Regions from separate parts of the Macaca mulatta genome. Here region 1 is linked to region 2. A link is a contact called in public Hi-C data. All regions are on one chromosome and are shown on one strand. The core of a region is the stretch at or near the end of the contact, and the rest is flanking DNA. Distances in the headings are between cores, read along the strand shown.

Region 1 (5,990 bases), core at 636-3,135, 150 kb before region 2:
CCTCAGCAACACAGTGAGACCCAGTCTCAAAAAAAAAAAAAAAATCAAAGACAATAAGCTAGGCCAGGTGTGGTGGTTCACACCTGTAATCCCAGCACTTTGACAGGCCAAGGCGGGTGGATCACTTGAGGTCAGGAGTTCGAGACTAGCCTGGCCAACATGGTGAAAACCCTCTCACTAAAAAATACAAAAATTAGCTAGGTATGGTGGCAGGTGCCTGTAATCCCAGCTACTCAGGAGTCAGAGACCTGAGAATCACCTGAACCAGGGGGCAGAGGTTGCAGTGGGCTGAGATGGCACCACTGCACTCCAGCCAGGACAACACAGCAAGACTCCATCTCAAAAAAAAAAAAAAACAATAAGCTAGAACTTCCAATGAAATGAAGTTCCTCAAAGTCCAACTGCTACTAAACAGGGTGACCCTGCCTGCTAAGAATTCTGCTTGTAGGAAAACTAAGATGGTGTGGGAAGAGCTGACAGAAGGGATTCAAGAACCTTACAATTTTTACTTCTGGTGACATAAGGTGCATAAAGGAATGGCAAGAACGTTGGTCCTCTGTTGCCTCACTGGGTATCAGTAGTTAGATTTTCTAAAAACCTGTTAACAACTCGGAATAGGTTCCCAGACAGAGGCTGGAAGCAACTTCTGAAGCCATCCAGTCCACTTCTGAGACTCAGTCCTTAAATAGGGAGAGATCCAGATACCAAACATTACCTAGATGAAAAAGAAATCCCCAGGATGATGGGAGAGGACCCTCCTTACCCACTGCTTTGGTTTCTTGGATGCTCTGTGAAAATCTTCCACGAGGGTCACAATCTCCTTGCTGTTCATTGGACATCGATGCCTGACCCGAGCCTGGATCTCTGGGGGCAGGATGGTCAGGAACTGCTCCATCACCAGAAGCTCCAAAATCTGCTCCTTGGTGTGCAGCTCGGGTTGTAGCCACTGACGGCAGAGCTGTCGGAGCTGGGAGAGTGCCTCTTGGGGTCCAGACACCTCTTGATAACAAAAGCGTCTGAAGCTCTGGCGGCAGAGCTCAGGATCGGGGCAGTTTTTTTGCAGAGTAGGCCCCCGTTTCTCTTCTAGTTTGGCTATTATGTGTCTCTCTTGCTTGGAGGAAGCTTCAGTGTTGGAGCTTAAAGTTATCTCCATTTTAGCTGCCATTTTGGGCGTCAGGAGACAACTCTCTCCTTGTAAACGTGTTAAGCCTTTGGGATCATGACCTTGGAGAAGTCTCTGAATACTAGAAAGACTCCAAAAACGAACGTTCTCTGAGGATGTTAGGGAGAACGGGATGCAGAGACAAGGCCTCACTTGCTAGCCTTTACTAGCCAAACTCAAGACAACGCGGTCCCTGGGAGTGGGAAGAGTTTTGTCTTCCTGTCAGTTTTTTGAAGTCTTGCAAAGGAGAAAAGTCATAATGTCCTACAAGGACTCTGGGGAAAAAATATTTCTTTTATTTCAGTAGCAAGCACACAGGTCTCGGGTTTAATGAGCAATACGCTCTAACTGGCGGGTGGAGCGGAATCCCTAGGAAAAGTTCAAGCTGTCACAGGTAGCTTGCCCCAACTCTCCCGCATGACGGCAGCAACCGACCTGGCGCATGTCACCGGGTGTTAAACGGTAGAGTTGAGCAAGGCCACAGCGCCAGCCGGGGGTGTGAGGTAGCGAACAGCTTCCTGCACGCGAGCGAAGCGGCTGCTCCCTGCCCAGGCGCCGCAGGCCCGGTGGCTCCGGCCTCCAGGGCGGCCCCGCGGCCCAGCCAGCCCCAGGCCTGGCGAAGCTGCCGCAACCCGGTGCGCAGCTGAACTCCACGGCCGGTGCGAGCTCGGACTGGCGACTGCGACACCGCTACCCCGAGCAGCCTGGCGCCCCGCACCCACCTGCAGCCGACTCACCTCTCTGGGAACCCGGGACCGCGGGACTTGGGACCCGGCACCTGCGAGCACGGGCTGGGGGCGGGGTCGATTCCACTCGCCGCGGAGACGCCCACTGGCTGCTGAGGAACTACCGAGAGGGCCCGCCTCCTATCAAGAGCATCCTCTACCGTCTATTGGCTGCTGCCTCTGTCAATATCGTCGCAGTGCATCCCGGGAGCTGCAGTCCAGCAGCTCGACTTGCGGGCCTGCGCAGGGGCGTGCGTAGTGGGCAGAGCGAATGGCGCCCCTGACTTCCGGCCCGGAGGCTGAGGGAGTTTGTGGAGTCCCGAGTACTGGTATCCGGTGAGTCCTCCGCTTCCTTGCGGCCGGCGGGACTAGCGGCTGGGTCCTACAACAGCCGAGGAGTCCCTCCCCGCTGAGACCCTTCTCGGAGGCGTTTGGGTCCGACTCCGATGGGCGTCTCCGTGGGACAGGCGGCCTCCCTCAGGCCGGGCTTCCCCAGACGCGCCGCGGTCACGTGCCCCGCTCCCACCGCGCGGATCACCCCGAGCCTAAGCGCCGGCGCCCCGGGACCCCCTGGCCTTGACCCTGCTTATCTCGTCCCTGTCTCGTCCACTCCCTACTCATCCACAGTGCCTGACTCTGGCACCGAGTGCGTTCTGAGTACTCAATAAGTAGTTACTAAGTGAAAAACCTATCCACTTGGCTCCCCATCCTCATGCTGCATTTTTTTCCCAGGGTTCAGGCCATCGCTAGAGTGAAGTAAAATTTTCAGAGAACAGCATTTTAAAATTTAACGATGAGTGGGATGTAAGGGGTCAAAAAGGGCCCAGAGGGGTGCAGGTTCCGCCTTCTGCATGAAGTTAGAGGAGCATTTATTAAATTATTCTTCAGCCAGGTAAGGTACAGGATGAACATAATGAAGGCAAGGGGTGCAGGTTCTAGTCCTGGCCTTGCTGCCTAGAGCTCTGCTGTGTGATGCTTTAGGCAAGATACTTCATCGCTCTCAGTTTCTTTTTGGCTAAAAAGCAGTACTAACAATAATAATGCCCTTGATTTCTCTATCTCTAGAAGCACCGAAATGTAAAGAGAATTTAAGTGAAGGCAGTTCAACTTCTTTGAGAAAAGGGAACCCAAATCCATTTTTAAAATATAAAAAATTTTCTTTTTTAAAAAACATTTACCATCTTAACCTTAAGTGTACAGCTCAGTAGTCCTGAGTATATTCATATTGTTGTGCATGCTGGATCCATTTTAATACTACGTGGTGAGGGTGTGTCAGCTCCTGTAGAAAATGTAAATTATGATCTGCTTTAATCTGTGTTTTAAGTAGTTAAAAACCAACACAAACTAATGAAAAAAAGACTGCCTTCACTGGTGCAGTGGCTCACACCTGTAATCCCAGCACTTTGGGAGGCCACGGTGGGAGGATCATTTGAGCACAGGAGTTTGAGACCAGCCTGGGCAACATAGTGAAACCCTATCTCTACAAAAAATACAAAAGTTAGCCTCTATTTAAAATTGTTTTTAAGGTCGGGCATGGTGGCTTATGCTTTTAATTCTAACACTTTGGGAGGTTGAGGTGGGAGGATTGCTTGAGTTCAGGAGTTTGAGACCAGCCTGGGCAACAGAGTGACACTCCATCTCTAAAGATTAAAAAAACAAACAAAAAAAAAAAAATTAAAAGTTATTTATTGTTTAATTTTAAATTATATAAAACTATTTTTAAAATTAACTCTCAAAAAAATAAAATATTGCCTTGCATAAACTGGCCTTGGAGATCCAAACATGTTTTCAGGACTCGAGTATATTGTCCTCTTGTGAACAGGCTCCTGTGACGGAAGAGTGGAGTAGAGAGTGGGACACAGTTGCAGACAACTCTGGTCTTACATTTGGCCAATTTAGCAATTCCCAGAAAATTAAGAGCTTTCCCTACTTCTCACGTAAAATTTGAGAAAAGAATTTTAATAGGCCTAGCTGTGTGTCATATGCCCACTTCTGGGGAGGCAGGTATTGTAATTAATATCCCCACCAGAACCAATCAATCATTCTTTCTTTCTTTCTTTCCTTTCTTTCCTTCCTTCCTTTTTCTTTTTTTCTTTTTTTCTTTTTCTCTCTCTCTCTCTCTCTGTCCCCCCCTCCCTCCCTCCCTCCTTCCTTCCTTCCTTTCTTTCTTTATTTTTGAGACAGTCTCGCTCTTGTTGCCCAGGCTGGAGTGCAATGGCGAGATCTCGGCTTACTGCAACCTCTGCCTCCTGGGTTCAAGCACTTCTCCTGCCTCAGCCTCCTGAGTAGCTGGGACTACAGGCGTGTGCCACCATGCCCGCCTAATTTTTTTGTCTTTTTAGTAGAGATGGAATTTCATCTTGTTAGCCAGGATGGTCTAGATCTCCTGACCTTGTGAGCCACCCACCTCAGTCTCTCAAAGTGTTGGGATTACAGGTATGAGCCACCACACCCGGTTGAGAGGGACTTTTTCACAAAGGAAGAAGATGCTGCTATTAGAAGTGGGAAAGGAATGCGGGAAAATAAAAACATACAGCAAACCCAAACAGTCACTTATCTACGTTGTGTGTGTGTGGAATAATAGTGATGACGAAGTTAATTAAGAAGTGCACACACACTAGTACTCTCCTGAGGAGAGGGTAGCGACTGGGAACATGAGTCCAGGCTTCTTGAGGATAGGGAAGGACAAGAAAAAGACTTAGGTACGTGAGGGAAGAAGGGAAGGAACAGGTGAACTACATAGTCAGGAACAGTTTGAGTAACTTGTTAGCAGACACAGAATCTTGGCTGGGAGGAAACTATTTTTTGCTACTGTAACTGCCCAGTGGGTTCATCTTGCCCACTGCCTAGATAAAGCCAATTTGTCAAGACAGGCGAATTGCAATAAAGAATTTAATACGCATAGAACCAGCTAAATGGGAGACAAGTTTTATTACTCAAGTCAGCCTCCCCAGAAATTCAGAGGCTAGGGCTTTGACAGGCAGTTGGGTAGGGAACGGGGAATGCTGACTGGTTGGGGATGCACTCACAGGGCTGTGGAAAATGGCTCTTGTGTGCTGAGTGCGATTTTGGATGGGAGCCACAGAGGAGTCCCTAGTCTGGGTGGGGCCATCTGGTTGTCAGAAAGCAGAGGCCTGAAAAGACATCTCAAAAGGCCAATCTTGGGTTCTACAATGGTGATGTTATTTAATTGGGGAAGTTGCAAATCTTGTGACCTCTGGATAATCATTTCATTAGGCCTACATCTTAGCAGAATTCAGGCCCCTCTCATCCTCCTAACCTGGTGGTCTTTAATTAGTTTCACAAAGGAGTTTAGTTTTGGGAAGGGTTATTATCATTCAAACTATAAACTAAATTTCACCCAAAGCTAGCTTGCCTCATGCCCAGGAATGACCAAGGGCAGTTTGGAGGTTAAAAGCAAGATGGAGTTGGTTAGATCCTATCTCTTTTAGTGTCATAAATCTTCTCACTGTTAACAGTTTTTGCAAAGACAGTTTAAATATTTCTAGTGTTTTGGATCATTGGTATAGATTTGTGGAGGGAGGAAAAGGATAGAAAGTAAATCACAAGAAGCAGAGTGAAGGAATGTGATAGGTTTATATTGTCTTTTTCCATCCTCTTCAGACATCCTTCAAAGTTGAGCCCTTATTTTCAGCTGTGAGTCTCTATACATGTCTGACACTCTCATGTCTCACGGATTAGAGAAAGACATTCCTTGCAGGAGAACATGGTTTCCCAGTGATGTGGGAAGAGATGGACTCTGATCTCCAGGGTAGAAGTGGCAACCAGAGTAAGCCAGTTCGTCGAAGCAAATGATGGCTGCAGCAAAGAGTCCCGAGGCACACCCATCCTCAAACAAGGATCCCACACAGGGCCAGAAATCAGCCCTCCAGGTTAACAGTCCTGACTCGGAAGCCTCCCGTCAGCGCTTCAGGCAGTTTTGCTACCAGGAAGTAACTGGCCCCCATGAAGCTTTTAGCAAACTCTGGGAACTCTGTTGTCAGTGGCTGAAGCCGAAGACGCACTCGAAAGAGGAAATCCTGGAGCTGCTGGTTTTGGAGCAGTTTCTGACTATCTTGCCAGAGGAGATCCAGACCTGGGTG
Region 2 (6,732 bases), core at 1,852-4,351:
TCACTATGTTAGGCTGGTCTGGAACTCCTGACCTCAGATGATCTGCCCACCTCGGCCTCCAAAAGTGCTGGGATGAGCCACCACGCCCAGCCTATTGTTCTATTTTTTTTTAAGGTTTTATTATTTTTAGTTACCAAATTGACATGTGCTCATTAAATGAAGTGACACAATTAAAAAAAAAGTGTAATCTCCCCCTTTTCTCCATTTCCACTGCCTCCCTATGAGTAACTATTTTATTTTTATTTTATTTATTAATTTGAGACAGAGTCTTACTACTCTGTCGCCCAGGCTGGTGCGCCTGTCACTCAGGCTGGAATGCAGTGGTGCAATCTTGGCTCACTGTAACCTCTACCTCCACCTCCTGGGTTCAAGCAGTTGTGTCTCAGCCTCCTCCCAAGTAGATGAGATTATAGGTGCCCGCCACCATGCCCGGCTAATTTTTGTATTTTTAGTACAGATGGGGTTTCCCCATGTTGACCAGGCTGGTCTCGAACGCCTAACCTCCAGTGATCAGCCCACCTCTGGCCTCCCAAAGTGCTGGGATTACAGGCATGAGCCACTGCGCCTGGCCATCCCATGAGTAACCATTTTAATAGTCTAATGTGTATCCCTCAACACATACATAGGTGTTTTGTTTGTTCCAAAAATATAATTATGCATGATATATGTAGCTCTGAAACTTTTTCATGTAATATTTTATGGCCATCCCTCCAGGTGTACCTATAGTTCCAATCCATTCTTTTTCACAGCTGGGTAATTTCCAGAGTATGAATGCACCAATTTACTCATTTCCTTACGTATGAACATGCATGTCATTTCTAGTTTTTGTCACTATAAAGAATTCTACAAGAAATCTGTAGACATCAGATTCACAGATGAGATTGTGAAGGTCAAAGAGTACATATGGGCCGGGCGCGGTGGCTCAAGCCTGTAATCCCAGCACTTTGGGAGGCCGAGACGGGCGGATCACGAGGTCAGGAGATCGAGACCATCCTGGCTAACACAATGAAACCCCGTCTCTACTAAAAATACAAAAAAATTAGCCGGGCGAGGTGGCGGGCGCCTGTAGTCCCAGCTACTCGGGAGGCTGAGGCAGGAGAATGGCGTAAACGCGGGAGGCGGAGTTTGCAGTGAGCCGAGATAGTGCCACTGCACTCCAGCCTGGGCGACAGAGCGAGACTCCGTCTCAAAAAAAAAAAAAAAAAAGAGTACATATGTGTACTTTTAATTTTAATATATATTACAAGATGACTTCATACACTATACTACCAGTAAAAGGAGTGCCTATTTCTCCACCTTCGTTGTTTGATAGGTGAAAAATGTTGGTCCCTTTAAAAGTGATAATCTTGACTAGTAGTGTGGTTAAGCATCTTTTCAAATGTTAATGACCAATTAGGTTTCCTCCTCTCGGGAAGAGCTCCTCATTGCCTTTGCTTTTTGTCAGTTGGCAGGGGTTCATTTCGTCTTGGGAATGTCTAATCCTTTGTGTAGCTAATCTTTACTACTATCTTCCAGTCTTATTTCTTGTTTGTTAACAGAGTCAAGAAAAAGTATTTAAAAAATACAATCACATGCCGGGCGCGGTGGCTCAAGCCTGTAATCCCAGCACTTTGGGAGGCCGAGACGGGCGGATCACGAGGTCAGGAGATCGAGACCATCCTGGCTAACACGGTGAAACCCCATCTCTACTAAAAAATACAAAAAAACTAGCCGGGCGAAGTGGCGGGTGCCTGTAGTCCCAGCTATTCGGGAGGCTGAGGCAGGAGAATGGCGTGAACCCGAGAGGAGGAGCTTGCAGTGAGCTGAGATCCGGCCACTGCACTCCAGCCTGGGTGACAGAGCAAGACGCCGTCTCAAAAAAAAAAAAAAAAAAAAAAAATACAATCACACAGGTTTATATTTTACTTCAAAACATCTCAGTTATCTGTTTTGCCTCATAGTTCAAACCACACTGCTTTGATTAACGGAGCCTTTTTAGTAAATTTTGATCTGAAAAGGCAGATATTCCTTATTTTTCTAGAATGTCTTGGTGCCACACAGTTTTCATACTCGTTTCTTTGTGACATATTTTAAGCCATCGTTAAACGATTAGTCAGCTGTAATTAACTTTAAGAAGTATTCATTTATATTTTTACTTTTGTCTACTTTCTGGAGGCTGGTGTTACATCGAGAAATAAGGCCACACCTGCCCACAAGTTGTCCCAACCCTGATCAATGCCTCACTGGCGAACGAACCGAGTATGGATACAACGCACAAAGACAAAACTCTGTTCGGCCTCCGTAGGAAGCTGAAATTGAGAACAGAGACAGTACAAGAAGGGCAATTAAGATACTTTTAAAAACAAGACGGCCGGTGGGGACAGCAGAGTAGAAGTTAGAAAGTTGGAGGTGGCAACGTAGGTGCCCCAGCTCTAACCTATGGGAGTCACCAGAGCAGAGGCGGAGTCCCATGCCGGCCACACCCTCTCCGCCTCCGCAGTCCTTTTACTGGAAAACCGCAGTGAAAGGAGGAAACGCGCGGAGACGTCTTGATCTTCCGGTCCGAGAGCTCGCTTCCTTCAAGCCTTGGCGGGGGAACGGGGGGGTTGGAGGGGGTCCGCCTTGCCCCAACGGCCGCGCCTGACGGTCGTCCATTGGTTGTTTGCATTCGAACTACATTTCCCAGGAGGCCCTGGGGTTAGACTGGCCGCAGCTGGAGAAGTGCCAACCCGTCATGGATGACTGGAGCCAGCCTCTTACCTTCCGTCTTCCAGGCAGAGCCACAGAGAGACAGGCTGCAGCCGTCTGGCCTCCCTCCAGCCCTGAGAGCTCCCTGGGCCCGTCTCAAGCGTTACCGTCTCAAGCGCAGATTGCCCGCTCTGAACGGGGAGACCAGGCTTCTGCACCGGAAACAAGGCACCGGTTGTGACGTGACGGCTGCAGAGCGCCCGACCTCCCAGAAGGCACCGCGTCCCTGCAATTCACCTTAACTGGTCACGGCGCGAACGAATAGTCGCCGGCGACCTGTGAGGGCACTCGGAAGGGCGAGGGGAGGGCTCGGCCGCTCGCGCCTAGTTTTTCTATCTCTCCCGGAGCCTGAGTCTCTGAGCCGTCCCCAGCAAACGCTCAGGGGCTGCAGAGGCCCCGAGAGGTGAGGGGCTCCGTGAGGGCGGGAACCAGGCTGAGGCCGCCTCTGGGGAACGGAGCGTGTCCGTTGCTGAGGGAGAAAGGCCGGGTAGGGAGCCTGGTGAGCGCCTCAGGCAGGGGCGCACGCTGAGCTTTACGGTAAAGGTGTTCCTTGACCAGCGGAAGAGGCCCCAGAGTGAGCCTGGCCCGGCGGGCCTTAGTGGGATGTCGCCTGCCGCTCTCAGGAGAGCTTTGACGGCGGAGAGGAGTCGGCAGGCGGTGTGTGGACCCCTCCTCGGCCTTGCGTCTGCTCCCCGGGAGAGTCACCAACCGCCTCCCCGCCCAAAGGGCACCGGAGGGAGCTTCGGTTCGAGGGGTACAGTATGGCCAGTTTCAGTGACCAACCTGCTTCTAGGCGGATGTCCGCGGTATTGACCCCAGATTTCCTGTCTTCTAGCCCATTGCTCTTTCTCCAGACCTGATTCAACCTCTTCCTGGTGGGTTTTACACACCGTCTTTCTGTCTTTTCTTTCTCCTTTTCTTTCCCTTCCCTGACTCCCTTCCTCCTTTCCTTTCTCTTTTCCTTTCTTTTTTAGAGTCAGGGTCTTGCTTTGTCATTCAGACTGGAGTGCAGTGGCGCGATCACAGTTCACTGCAACCTCGACCCCCTGGGCACAAGCAATCCTCCCACCTCCCGAGTAGCTGGGACCCACAGACTTGTGTCGCCCCGCCCAGCTAATTTTTTATTTATTTTTTTATAGAATCGGGGTCTTGCTGTGTTGCCCAGGCTGGTCTTGAACTCCTGGACGCAAGCGACCCACCCACCAGGGCCTTCCAAAGTGCTGGGATTACAGGTGTGAGCCATCGGTACCTGGCCACACTTTGTATTTCTCAGGAGGCTGGACCTTGGCCTTCTCCCCGCCATTACTCCCTTGCCTTTGGACTTGAGGTTTGCAGAGTCTCTTTTTTATTCTCAGGATCTTCCTTTAACATCTTCCTAAGCATATCTTGTTCAAATACTGCGTTTCAGTTATGATTTCCTAACCCCAGCTGTCGTTTTCTTTAGATCTCCTGTAACCTCACTACCCATGCCACATACTGGAGTGCAGTAATGCCTTGCCTGGTCTTGTGGGTAATCCCTGGTTTCTCTGTCTACAGCTTGGCTCTCTGGCAGATTTCCTCTAGTAAGAGGTGGCTCAGGAGGCCCCGCGAAACGAGTGTGGTGTGTGGTTGCAAGGCATGATGGCTGCAAAAGTGGTTCCTATGCCCCCAAAGCCAAAGCGGTCCTTTATACTGAGAGTTCCGCCAGACTCCAAGCTGGGCCAAGACCTACTTCGAGATGCCACTAATGGGCCCAAGACCATCCACCAGCTAGTGCTGGAGCACTTCCTCACCTTCTTGCCCAAGCCAAGCCTGGTCCAGCCCAGTCAGAAAGTCAAGGAGACCTTGGTTATTATGAAAGATGTGAGCTCAAGCCTTCAGAACAGAGGTGAGAAGCACATGCTTGTTTCACTAGAAGAGGAGGAGGAGGTACTGGAGTCTAAGATAGGCTTCTGTGTTAGTTATAAATTCAAATTAGGATGGTGTATATTGAAAAAGGAGTCAATTCTAGTGTTGGAAAGAGGAAATTCTTCTGAAGTGCTGGGTGTGGGTAAAGCCACAGAATAAACAGTGTGCATCTTTCTGTAGTGTCGGTTTTACCCAAACATTCTGAGGGAAATATCTTTTTTTTTTTTTTTTTTTTTTTTGAGACGGAGTCTCGCTCTGTTGCCCAGGCTGGAGTGCAGTGGCCGGATCTCAGCTCACTGCAAGCTCCGCCTCCTGGGTTCACGCCATTCTCCTGCCTCAGCCTCCCGAGTAGCTGGGACTCCAGGCGCCCGCCACCTCGCCCGGCTAGTTTTTTGTATTTTTTTAAGTAGAGACGGGGTTTCACCGTGTTAGCCAGGATGGTCTCGATCTCCTGACCTCTTGATCCGCCCATCTCGGCCTCCCAAAGTGCTGGGATTACAGGCTTGAGCCACCGCGCCCGGCCGAGGGAAATATCTTTTTGGGATAAATCAGATGAATTATTGAGTTAGGTTTATGTGGAATTTTAGAAATTTTCTGCTCTTTCTGGGCATCTTCACACTTTACATTGCCCCGAGCTCTCCTTTAGTAATACTCTATGGGAAATTCTGAAAGGTGTGTAGAGAGGTCATTATTTTCATAAAAGGGAGATGCCATAGGTTCAAGACCCTAGAGTTTATGGCTTGACCTCCATAAGGGCTCACAGGAGCAGAAAAGCCCATGAGTTACCTGTCAAAGGAATGAGGACAGCCTGACCTCAAGGTATGGGGAGTCTCTGTGTTAGAATCACTGAGTTTTTCACTAACGACACCTTCCTCTTTCCCCAGTGCATCCTCGTCCCTTGGTGAAGCTTCTGCCCAAAGGAGTCCAACAGGAACAAGAGACAGTGTCTCTGTATTTGAAAGCTAACCCTGAGGTGGGTTTGGTTTTCCTATTCACTGTCTGAATCCATCACCTTCCATGCTTGGCCAACGTGTGTGTAAAAACACATTCTTAGGAGTTGGCCTTCTTGGGTGTTTTTCTTCTGCTTTTTCCTTGAGCCCTTCTCAGCCTGGCTGTCCTGTCTTTGCTGCACCTCTGTGGGATTTATAGGTCCCTCTTGCCATCCCTTCCCTTGATCTTTGTTCGTCAGTTTTTGTTACCAGTAGGGCTGTCAGTGAACCTCAGTTACTAAGATGAAAGGGGCCTCTTGCTCTTTCAGGAACTGGTGGTCTTTGAGGATTTGAATGTATTTCACTGCCAGGAAGAATGTGTGAGCTTGGATCCTACTCTCACCTCAGAGAAGGAAGATGACAGCAGTGTCGGGGAGATGATGTTACTGGGTAAGAATCACAGCCCAGCCGGGCGTGGTGGCTCTCGCCTGTAATCCCGGCACTTTGGGAGCCCAAGACAGGCAGATCACGAGGTCAGGAGATCGAGACCATCCTGGCTAACACGATGAAACCCTGTGTCTACTAAAAATACAAAAAATTAGCTGGGCGTGGTGGTGGGTGCCTATAGTCCCAGCTACTCAGGAGGCTGAGGCAGGAGAATGGCGTGAACCCGGGAAGCGGAGCTTGCAGTGAGCCGAGATCGTGCCACTGCACTCCAGCCTGGGTGACAGAGCGAAACTCCGTCTCAAAAAAAAAAAAAAAAAGAAATCACAGCCTTTGTGTGTTCAGATTGTTTACTTTGGGACAAGCACATCCTTCATCTCTAGCTTTGGGGGACAATTCACACCTGGTAAGCCTATGTACACACACACATTCTATTTTACTTTTGTTTTATTCTGTGTGGCAGAGCCTTTCCACAGCTCCAGCTGTGGGTGGGTGGGTGGCCATTTTCCCTATATGTTGGGTGCAGTGAGGGGAGAGGTAGGGAAAACCTGCAGACAGAAACTGTGGGCATAGAAACTGTTCTGAACCCATTTTCTGAACTCTGTTCTCAACAGGTATATTTGAATGTTTTCATTGAACACATGACTAGCTCTTCTAATCCCCGTCCCCTTTTTGATGTTCAATAGATGTGAAGACTACTAGCCTAAGTGAAAATATATTCCACTATTGATGAAAGTAATGTTTA

The links. A called contact is a pair of places that touch in the nucleus more often than the background predicts.
Region 1: a Hi-C map of fetal cortex germinal zone shows a contact between it and region 2, with 1.8 times the contacts expected there. The contact joins the promoter of ZNF174 here to the promoter of ZNF200 in region 2. A contact is called at or near these places in 3 of 14 Hi-C or Micro-C datasets (cortical neurons, fetal cortex germinal zone and liver).

Annotation. Positions count from the first base shown.
Region 1 is chr20:4,618,212-4,624,201 of T2T-MMU8v2.0, reverse strand. It overlaps ZNF174 (zinc finger protein 174), which reads right to left and starts at 1,885. Exons shown (of 3, transcript NM_001266897.1): 1 at 764-1,885. The coding sequence starts at 1,165. All of the region lies in intron 7 of ZNF75A (zinc finger protein 75a), which reads right to left. ZSCAN32 (zinc finger and SCAN domain containing 32) reads left to right here and starts at 1,954. Exons shown (of 7, transcript XM_001093932.5): 1 at 1,954-2,223; 2 at 5,512-5,990. The coding sequence starts at 5,700.
Region 2 is chr20:4,471,071-4,477,802 of T2T-MMU8v2.0, reverse strand. ZNF200 (zinc finger protein 200) reads left to right here and starts at 3,101. Exons shown (of 5, transcript NM_001261221.1): 1 at 3,101-3,481; 2 at 4,264-4,594; 3 at 5,499-5,587; 4 at 5,873-5,993. The coding sequence starts at 4,345. It overlaps LOC106994924 (a long non-coding RNA gene), which reads right to left and starts at 2,906. Exons shown (of 3, transcript XR_003725570.2): 1 at 2,334-2,906.